3 separate regions of the Sus scrofa genome follow, and all the other regions are linked to region 3. A link is a contact called in public Hi-C and promoter capture Hi-C data. All regions are on one chromosome and are shown on one strand. Each heading gives the region's core, a stretch centred on a gene start, on an enhancer-like site or on the middle of the called end of the contact. The rest is flanking DNA. Distances are from core to core; before and after follow the strand shown.

Region 1 (3,207 bases), core at 31-2,530, 920 kb after region 3:
CACTCATTGCAGTTGTCACACCCGCTGCAGAAAACAGGGTGAGTGATGGAGATGTGAGGGGTCCTGCCCCATCGGCCTCCCCGCAACCTGGCCAGGTGTCAATCCTGCCCACCTCTCCCCCAGCTCACATCATGAAGCAGTTGATGTCTGGTTTGCGGCAGATGCAGTAGATGGGCGCATTCTCCCCATTCTCTGACTTGCTGTCCTCCCCAGCATCTGGAGGTTCTGGGTCTGAAGCATCCCCCTCCTGTGGGATATCCCCACCATGGCTTCTTAGAGAACCCCCATCATGGCACCTCATCCCTCCAGTACAGTTCCATCAAGGTTCACCACAGACCCCAACACTCTGCCAATAGTCTCATCATGGCTCCTCATCAACCTCTCCACCATAGTCCCCACAGATCACCCCCATGACTCACTTCTGACACCCACTACTCTGCCCCAGACTTCCAATCACTCATCCCACTGATAGCCCATTACTCCACTCTCCCACTCTTGACGGCTAGTTACAAACAACCTACCACTCACCATATTTTGCCCTCCGACATGGCTCCCCACAAATCCCCACCACAGGGTCTCACAGACACCATATGATTTATTCCTCAGCCTTCCCACCTGGGTTCCCCTCAGATGCCCGGTTATTAACCTCGGAGACAGCCCCGCCCCCTGGGTCCCTCCACACGGACTCACACTGCTCACTCCAGACTGCCCAAGACAACTCTTCGCAAGCTTATCATCACTCCGCACAAAGAATCCCCCATCCGGACCCCCAAGGAACTACCACCACGGATCCCCCCTAAACTTCCATTACGGACCCTCATCACAGAACTCCCATGTGGCTTACGCATAAATAAAAAATCTGACCATCAGCCCCCCATCATTCTACCCACAGACTCCTGTTAAGGCTTACCACGGGCCCCCTCCATTCTGCCCAGAGACTCTTCTTACGGTTCACCAAAGACCCCCTATGCGTTTGCCCATGGAACCCGCCGCTTCCAACCCCACTGACCTCGACCGCCGACCCATCCTGGGACCTCGCACTCACCATTTCTCCGCTCCTGGCGAAGCCCCTCACAAACCCCGCCAGAGACCCGCGAACCTACACAGACCGCTCGGCGGCGTCCGCGGCCGTTGCAAAGGCGCCCACAAGCACTTCCGCTTTTAGACGCGCCTCCCAAGCAAGGTACTCCTATTGCGCAGGCCCAGTGCGTCCGCTCCGCGACAAACAAGCAAGTAGCACGCCTAAAAGCCCGGACTGTCTCTCAGGCGCCGCCATCTTGACTACTGAGACCGTACGGTGGCCGCGTCCATAAGTTCGCAAGCAACATGGCCACGCCTATATTTCGCTCTACCGAGGGCGCCGCCACCTTGTCTGCGGGTCCTGTCCGTACAGGACTGTTTGTACGGCCCAGACGTTTAGGCAATATGGTCGCGCCTACTGAGCGATTTCCAAGCAGACGCCGTCATCTTGAAATCCGATTCCGTAAGGTGGCAGAGTCCCTCCGTTCATAGGCAACACATGGCAGCGTCCTAAACGGCTTCTGAGAGGGCGCCGCCATCTTGGCGGTCGATTACGATGCCAGCAGCTGGTACTGTCTAGATGTTCGCAGGCGAAGGGGCAGCTTTGGCAACGTTACCCGATTGAGACGCTCTTATTCAGTCATTTTTCCCTTCCACATGTATTTTAATAATGGGCTCCAGGCATGCTGTGCTTTGCTTTGGGAAGGAAATCAGTCCTGTTGTTACGCCTCCCATATCACCTCTGATGGAAGAAAATTTCGCATATTGGGGACTAATGAAGCCAGCCGGGCTTATACCTGATTTGTCCTGAACTTTATGTGAACTAGAACAGTCAAACATACCTTGTATTTTGCTTTAACCATTATATAAAGAATGTCCACTTTTACAGTAGGGAGAAATGCCTCCCTTCCTATGACACCAATGCTAGATCTTCTTGGAGATTAAAGTACCTGTTCCAGATGTCAAGGTAACGCTCGCTGTCTGTCTATATGCTAATTTGTAACTAGGGTCTGTTGAAACCTTGAAGAAAGGTACCCCTGTCGTGTTTGATGTATTCTCTTTGTTCTGACAGGGTATGAAACTGTGCTGAAAACCATGCTTCTCTGGAGCCCTTACTTCCTTGGTGGAGGCTGCACTCCTGCCCCAGTCCGCAGCTTGGCTCAAATAAAACTCTCTTCAGCGTTCCCTGCTGGCTCAGAGGGTTAAGGATCTGGTGTTGTCACAGCAGCTGCCCTGAGTCGCTGTAGCGGCACAGATTCACTCCCTGGCCAGGGAACTTCCACGTGCCACAATCATAACAACAGCTCTTCTGTTCCTTAGTATAGTTTATTGATTATCTCTGTTGACTCTTCCCACCACTCTTTCCAGCTGTCACTCCTCCTATCAGATGTTAGCCAGGCTTAGCAAGATTAAGCCTCTGGGCCTCTGCAGCAGCCCTCATCCCTCAGAATTAGTCCAGAGAAACCACAGACTGGCAGTAAATGATGATGACCTGACCATGTGTGGTGAGAATGGATGGACCAAAAATTTTAAAGGCTTCATCAAGTCTTCCCCTGACCCTGTGTGACCAGACACAATGAGTTTGTCACTTGGGGTGCTTCACTGATGAACACACCAAGAACTTTCAGTTAAACCGGAAGCATTTATTTCTTATTACTTATGACAAGTAAGGAGACAGGAGATAGCCCTCAAAGCTCTGTCTCCATGGGGGATTTTTAAGCCTAGGAGTAGGCATGATCCTTGTAATAGGCAGAGGTTGCTCTAGGTTGCCCAAAGCTTCAAGCAAGTCTGTTCTTGATTACTTGTTCTCACTGTAGTATCTTGTTTACTAGAATGCATCCTAGCCTTCTTGGAACATCTGGTGTCTGGAACTTTCTGAAACTTAATGGTTAGTTTCTGCAAACCAAACACACTTGGGTTTAACTCTATCCTTTCCCTACTGCTGCATAGCTAACACTGGTGACCACCAGAGTGTAGATTTGCCCAATTCCTGGTGATGTCCACTTCAGTTCTCTTGTTTCATATATGATACAGTGTTCTCTCCTATAAAGTTAATTTTTAATTTTTTAAAAAATGGAAGTGTGTATAATAAAAAAAATCTGCAGATCAGAGAGCTAGGCATCTCCTCAGGGTAATGATGTAATGATCTAACCTGGGCAACCATGGAAATCAAGTGAGATTAAAAAA
Region 2 (3,139 bases), core at 281-2,780, 890 kb before region 3:
CCAGCGGAAAGAGTCAGGTGTGCTTAAGTGTGTTCCTTTGGCCTGGGGACTGGGACTGGCACCCAGACAACTAGCTTCTGGTACCCACTCTGCCTATCACAAATGTGCAACTCCGTGCCTGCTGCCTTCCTCTAGAAGGGAGAAGATGACCTCCCTCCATGCCCTTTGATGCAAGAGTCAAATGAGCTGCTCTACTGGATGTGACTGGATGTTGCTTTGCTTGCCTTTGATGGCTTGGTGCATTCTGAGCCTGGAGCCAAGAACACATGCTCTCCACTCTCAAAGAAATCCCACCATTTCTTCAAAGGCCCACGGCAAACCCCATCTCTGGCAAAAAGCCATCCTAGGCTCCTTTTGCCCTCTAGACCCACCCTTCATCCCTGAGCCTCCTTTTGGGGTCCCTGCCCTCTTCTGCCCTGCCAAACTGCTGGGACTTGCATAATTTGCTCTCTTATCTCTCATACGGAGACTTTATACCCTGTAGCCTTAGTCAGAGGCCTACCGCATCCTTTGCCTTGTTAAAAATTTTAGTATTTTTAGCTACAGTACTACTTACTTCTTCCAGGAAGACTTCCTTGACCCTCTCCCACCTGCAGCCACCCTCCATCCTGAGAGATACCTGGCACTTTATGCTTATTCTCATGTTAAGTGTTGACTTACTCTACTTTCCTTGTCTGTGGTCCTTAACCAGATGTTGAGCTCCTTAAGGGCAGGAATCGAGGCTCTGTCTTGGCAGTCCCAGAACTATCCCATCTGTGAAAAATACCCACCAAATGTTACATGACGTAGTACATGATTTTCTTTGATTATATTGTCACACAGTTCCTCCCCCGAGTTTATAATCCCCTTGCCTGGAGGGTGTGCAGCATCATATGTTTCTCTAGAAGGCTCAGTGCCTAGCACCTAGTAGGTACTTGGAAAACACTGGTGATTTGGTTAAGTGATTACTGAATTATCCATTGCATTGAATTCTCCCTGCTTTAGCCCTTGCCATGGCCAATGGAAAATTAATTGGTTGCAAAGTGCATATCTAATTACAACATCCCACCCCTGCCACTGAGATGTTCAAATGTTAATTATAACATATGCATCTCAATAACAGACGTTAGCATTTAATACAGCGTTAATAACTACACTTGGGCAGCCCAATGCGTACACAAAGCTCCCTTTTATCTGCCATTAGTACGGACTTAGCACTTAAAGTAAGGAAGTCCACATCCTTAAAACTGGTCTGGTCCCTAAAACCCAATGTTATCCTGCAAGCCTGGACCGCGCCTAAGCCCCCAGTTCTCCCCACGCAGAGGTTCCCATCCAAGGCCGTGCCAAGGTCGTGAGGGGAGCCGGGTTTGGTCGGCCGGTTTTGGGGTGGCTAGACTGGGCTATCTAGGCTGCTCAGGCGGCATCCCCGGCTTCCCCGCGGCGTCCCGCTCTCCAGGGCCCGCCATCCCGGGAAAGAAAGGAGAACTACATTACCCAGCAGGCCTCCCGCCGCCCTCTTTCCTTTCGAGTCTTTGCACGTGGCCGGAGGGGAGGGCGGGGACTGGACGTCACTCTTCAACATTCTCTTTCCCTGTGTCAGAGCAGGGATCATTTTTTTTCCTTCCTTTACTCCCTCCCCCCTACCCGCCCCTCCCTCCCTCTTTCCCTTCCCTCCCTCCCTCCCCTCTCTGCTGGGTTGGTGCGCTGGGGCGCCGGAGCCCCTCCGCTGCCCGGACGCACGGAACTCGAGGCAGGAGTAGGCTCTCCCGAGCCTGCTCCCTCCCTTCTCCTTCCCTGCCCCCTTCCCCCACCCCCCGGCTCGGGCTCGGAGCGGCGGCCAGAGGAACCCCGAGGTGAGCATCCCCCTGCCCGCCCCCCTCTTTTAGTCATCTCCGCTTGCGGGTCGATTCGGGGACCCGAGAGGACGGCTGCGTGACGTGCGCGTGCTTATAGATAAATCCGGGAAAACCGCCCCAAACAATTCGCCCCCTTCCCCCCTCCCTGAGTCCGGGGCGGCCAGGCGTCCGCGCCCATCCGTGGTCCCCGCCTCTGTAGAGGACCGCACTACGCGGTCTCGCCCCCTCCTCAGGTTTGCTGCTTCTCCGCAGGGTTCCCCGCCGGTAGGGGAGCCGAAGCCCTGGAGCTCCTGTGAGGAGGGGGGTTCTTGGCGGGGGGGCGCTCGGCTGGAGCTCGGCTCGCGTTGGAGCCGCGCGTTGTAGCCGCTGTCATGTGCCGGATTCCGACCCGTGGGGGGGGGAGGAAGAGAGCGAGCGTGATTCCTCTCCCTTTTGTTTTGAAGCCCGCATTTGCTGCATCAAGCAGTTGGTTTAGTAGCGGCCAAACTTGCAGCTGTTTTGACCGCGCTCCGCTGAGGTAGGGAGCGCAGCTCCGGGTGGCGGCTCCCGGCCGGAGGCTGCTGCGCTCGCGGCTCCCGGAGGGACCCGGAGAGAATGTCTCCTCGCTGCCCCTCCCTCCTTCGGTGACTGATTGTGTCAGTGGCAGCGGCCGCGTGTGAATGTGTGTGCGCGCCCGTCCCCGCGGGCGCGGGGATGTCTGTCGTCTAGACAGGCTGCTCCCTCCCTCCGTCCCTGGTGAGCCCGCGGGCCGCGGGGGGCGTGGGGGATGGGAGCAGAGGAGGAAACTGGATCGGTGGATCCATTGCAGTCGCAGCTTTGGACATTCCCCGCAGCGGTGATTGTGTTGGCTTATTTATTATTATTCTTGTCGCCGCTGTGTATCTGGGCCTAGGGAATAGATCCATCGGCGGAGCAGGGGTTAAGTTGACAGGCTCTGAAAAACCAGCTCGCGGTGGAGCTGGTGACCCAAGCCGGAGCGGAGTGGGCTCCAGCTCGGGTTCTTCAGCGAGCAGGTGACTGTCCTGAACACCGGCTTGGGGCGGGGGGGGAGGGTGCGGTGGCTGGTCTGCTGCTGCGGTCTGGTGCTCCTTAGGGCCGCGTACCCGAGCCTGGGGGCACCTGGGGGAGGCGTCCCGGGAACCGCGCATCTGAGTTGGGTACGTCTCTCCATTGACATTAAATGACACTCCGGGGTCTGAGCCCCTCATCTGGGCGGTGTTGGCTCTTCGGTTTCGTGGAGTTTTCAGGGTTGGGGTCGGGGGACAGATGTGAGCAGAGAGGGAGGTGCGGCGTGTAAAGGGAGG
Region 3 (2,962 bases), core at 396-2,895:
GGTTTACCATATGACCCCATTGTGTGAAATTTTCCATATTTATAAAGTACAAAAACAAAGTCCTTGGCCTATCATACTAATATAGATTTTTTAGTGTATTTAACAATTGAAACACCTTCTTGTAACCTTGTCCGACCTCAATGGTCTGCCACTTAAGCCAAGTGCATCAATTATTCTCTAATCTCCACTCATTTTTCCCTATTTACTAACCTGATGAGTTTCAGGAAGTCACCTAACCATTAAAAGACTGTTTCTTCATCTGCAGGATGAGAATTTACAATTCCCCAGGCCAAGTTGTGGAGACAATTATCTAAGATAAACACTACAAAGCAGAGTCAGCATTCTAGAAATCTACATTATTCATAAATTTCATATGCTCAGCAGCAATCAATCACTTATTCCTATAGATCCTCTTCAATTCCACAGCCAGTTCCTCTCTTGAGCCTTCAATTCATCTGCCCCAAGGGCAGGGTCCCTCTCCACTGCCCTCAAACCCCAGTATCTTTCAGTACAGCACCTTACCTCTTCTCATTACAGGATCCCACCCAATCTGCCCCCAAGTCTATCCTGGATACTACCTTGCTGACCCTATTACAATCCTCTCACAGCTTCTCTACATTTCAGTACTTTCATCTTATCAGCTTTATTCACCCACTACTGTGCCCAGTTCCCAAACACCTGGGCTAACTTCCCTCCCTCTCACCTTTCTGTTGAAACACAATTGCTAGTTGTCAGGGAGTGGAGGAGAGGAGAATATGGAGGGACTGCTAATGGGTACGGGTTTCTTTTTTTGGATGATGAAAATGTTCTGAAATTAGATAGTTGAACAGCCCTGTAAATATGCTTAAAAAAAAAAAAAAAAACACTGAGTTACACTTTAACTATACTTTTAAAGGATGAATTTTATGGTATGTAAATTACCATTAAAATGTGTATGTCAAAAAAAAAAAAAAAAACTGCTCGCCCTGCCCATCACACGCCCATTTGTCACTTCAACCCCATCTCCCAAAGCATCGACTTGATCTTTGGTAACCCCCCTCCCCAACTCCTAGCCCCAGACTCGGACAGAGGCCCCTCTCACTCTGATTAACACACCCCCTCACTTCTGGACTCGAAGTGCCAGAACTGAACCTAGAATTGGGGGAAGGGGAGTTATGGGCAGCTCTCGCGGCTCAGGCACAGCCCTCCAGGGTGTCTCCGTTCCCCAACCCCCGGCAGAAGGACCCTTCTCCCCTGCCCTTCCCGGAGATGGAAAGGGTGTCCCCAAACCTGCTCTGGCAAGGGGTGCAGGCCCCAGTTGGGGCTTCCAGGGCCGCGTTGCCAGGGGCGGCGCCACAGCCCACCTGTCCCAGCCAACGGGGAGATCGGCTTCCAGCTCACAGACAGACAAGTGGGTGGCAGAAGGGACAGGACAAGCTTCGGTCGCCGCCGCAGCCGGGGTGGCGCACGGTGGTTCAGGCCTCCATGTTTCCACGTCTCCGCGGCTCCGGCTCTGGCCCTGGCTCCGGATCCTGCTACGGCTCCGCTCCCGCCCGAGCAGCGTCAGTGCGGAGGCCCAGAGGCGGGGAAAGAAGTGGGAAGCAGCCGAGAACGCCTCTGGGGACCGAAGGGCCCGGCGCGCTCCAGCTAGCGGTCACGTGGTGCGCGGCGTGTGGACTTCTGGGAAATGTAGTCCTTTGGGCGTTACGCGTTTTTCCACACTCCCGAGCCTCCAGGGCAACGGCAAAGCCGCGCGGCAAAATCAGAAGACACCGAAGCTTCTAACCCTCCTACTGGAGTCCTGGTTTACCTTGCAGCTCTTGTTCTGGTGGCCTAACTTTATTACGGTCCCTGTTCATTCCAACCCAATCATCACACTAAAGTCCAGGAATTCCTTGGAGAGCTTTGACGAGTGGGGAAATAGGAAAGTAATGTTTGACAGAGACAGAGTAGCAGGTCTAGAACTGCCTGCAGTACTGTCAGAAAGAACATGTCCAACAGGAAAGGGTCAATATGGTGCAGTACCAGAAGTTTAGAATTTGAGGTCAAGTGAGCTGAGGTTATCAGATTGACGTCCTTAAGCCCTTGCTTCACCTCTCCGGCTGGTTTCCTCATCTAAAATACATACAGGATCATGGTGATACTTCCCATGACATCGACGATGTCAGCAGTAACGCACATTATGGGTTGTTTTGTATGTGCTATACGCTATTACTTTACTTAAATAATGCTATGGAATAAATGTCACTGTAATTTCCATTATATAGTCAGTATGTGCCAAAATACTCTGAAAAGTGCTATAGAGATCTTACATATACTTTTCCAGCTTCTATTGCCAGAAAATTCGTTGAACTTGGCAGAATTATTGAAGGAAAATATACTCAAATACAAAGTACCTGGGAGCCTAGCCGAAAAGAGGTGGGCACTGCTACGAAGTGGTTGTAAACAATGCTGTGAATAATGTGTTGGTGACAGATTAAGTGGAAACAGTATGTATAGTATCTGATTTTCACATATGAATTATGTTTATAATACCCTTTATAACTGTGGGGGTGGGTGCTAAAAGGATATTAGCAATTATTATCTTTGGGGAATGAGATCACGCATGATTAAAAGTCTTTTCCTATGTGTTTTCTAATTCTTATGCAAAAAAAGATTAATTATATGTATAATTTTATTTTTAAATCACTATAGCAAAAAGAGGCACCAAAACCAACCTCAAAGTACTTTATAATTTTGCCTGTACAAAAATTACACAGTCTACCTACCCCAAAATGACCTAGCAACAATTGTAAGCATCTTTTCAGAACTAGCTTTATAGACCAAGAAACAGCTTGTTCTATTTCGAGGCAATCCTGTTTGTGAAATTTAACATCCCCTCCCATTTGTATTTTTTGCAGAGCTTGAAATAAAAAGCTGCACTAGAAACCAGTGTGCCCAGGCAAATGTCATAATGTTGCTAAGCAAATGCCATAAATCAGAG

Evidence for each region. Promoter capture Hi-C pulls out the DNA fragments that hold promoters and counts their contacts. Hi-C and Micro-C count contacts between places; a contact is called where the count stands out from the background.
Region 1: a promoter capture Hi-C map of liver shows a contact between it and region 3, with 5 times the contacts expected there. The contact joins the promoter of CXXC1 here to the promoter of DYM in region 3. A contact is called at or near these places in 2 of 5 promoter capture datasets (fetal skeletal muscle and liver) and 1 of 2 datasets of contacts at active chromatin or transcription factors (alveolar macrophages).
Region 2: a Hi-C map of liver shows a contact between it and region 3, with 5 times the contacts expected there. The contact joins the promoter of CTIF here to the promoter of DYM in region 3. A contact is called at or near these places in 3 of 47 Hi-C or Micro-C datasets (heart right ventricle, liver and skeletal muscle).

Annotation. Positions count from the first base shown.
Region 1 is chr1:99,938,845-99,942,051 of Sscrofa11.1, forward strand. It overlaps CXXC1 (CXXC-type zinc finger protein 1), which reads right to left and starts at 1,281. Exons shown (of 15, transcript XM_003121437.4): 1 at 1,046-1,281; 2 at 129-247; 3 at 1-24. The coding sequence starts at 1,048.
Region 2 is chr1:98,131,783-98,134,921 of Sscrofa11.1, forward strand. CTIF (CBP80/20-dependent translation initiation factor) reads left to right here and starts at 1,531. Exons shown (of 12, transcript XM_013992850.2): 1 at 1,531-1,832. LOC106508955 (a long non-coding RNA gene) reads right to left here and starts at 1,559. Exons shown (of 3, transcript XR_001306118.2): 1 at 1,474-1,559; 2 at 661-753.
Region 3 is chr1:99,023,019-99,025,980 of Sscrofa11.1, forward strand. DYM (dymeclin) reads right to left here and starts at 1,646. Exons shown (of 17, transcript XM_021092922.1): 1 at 1,344-1,646.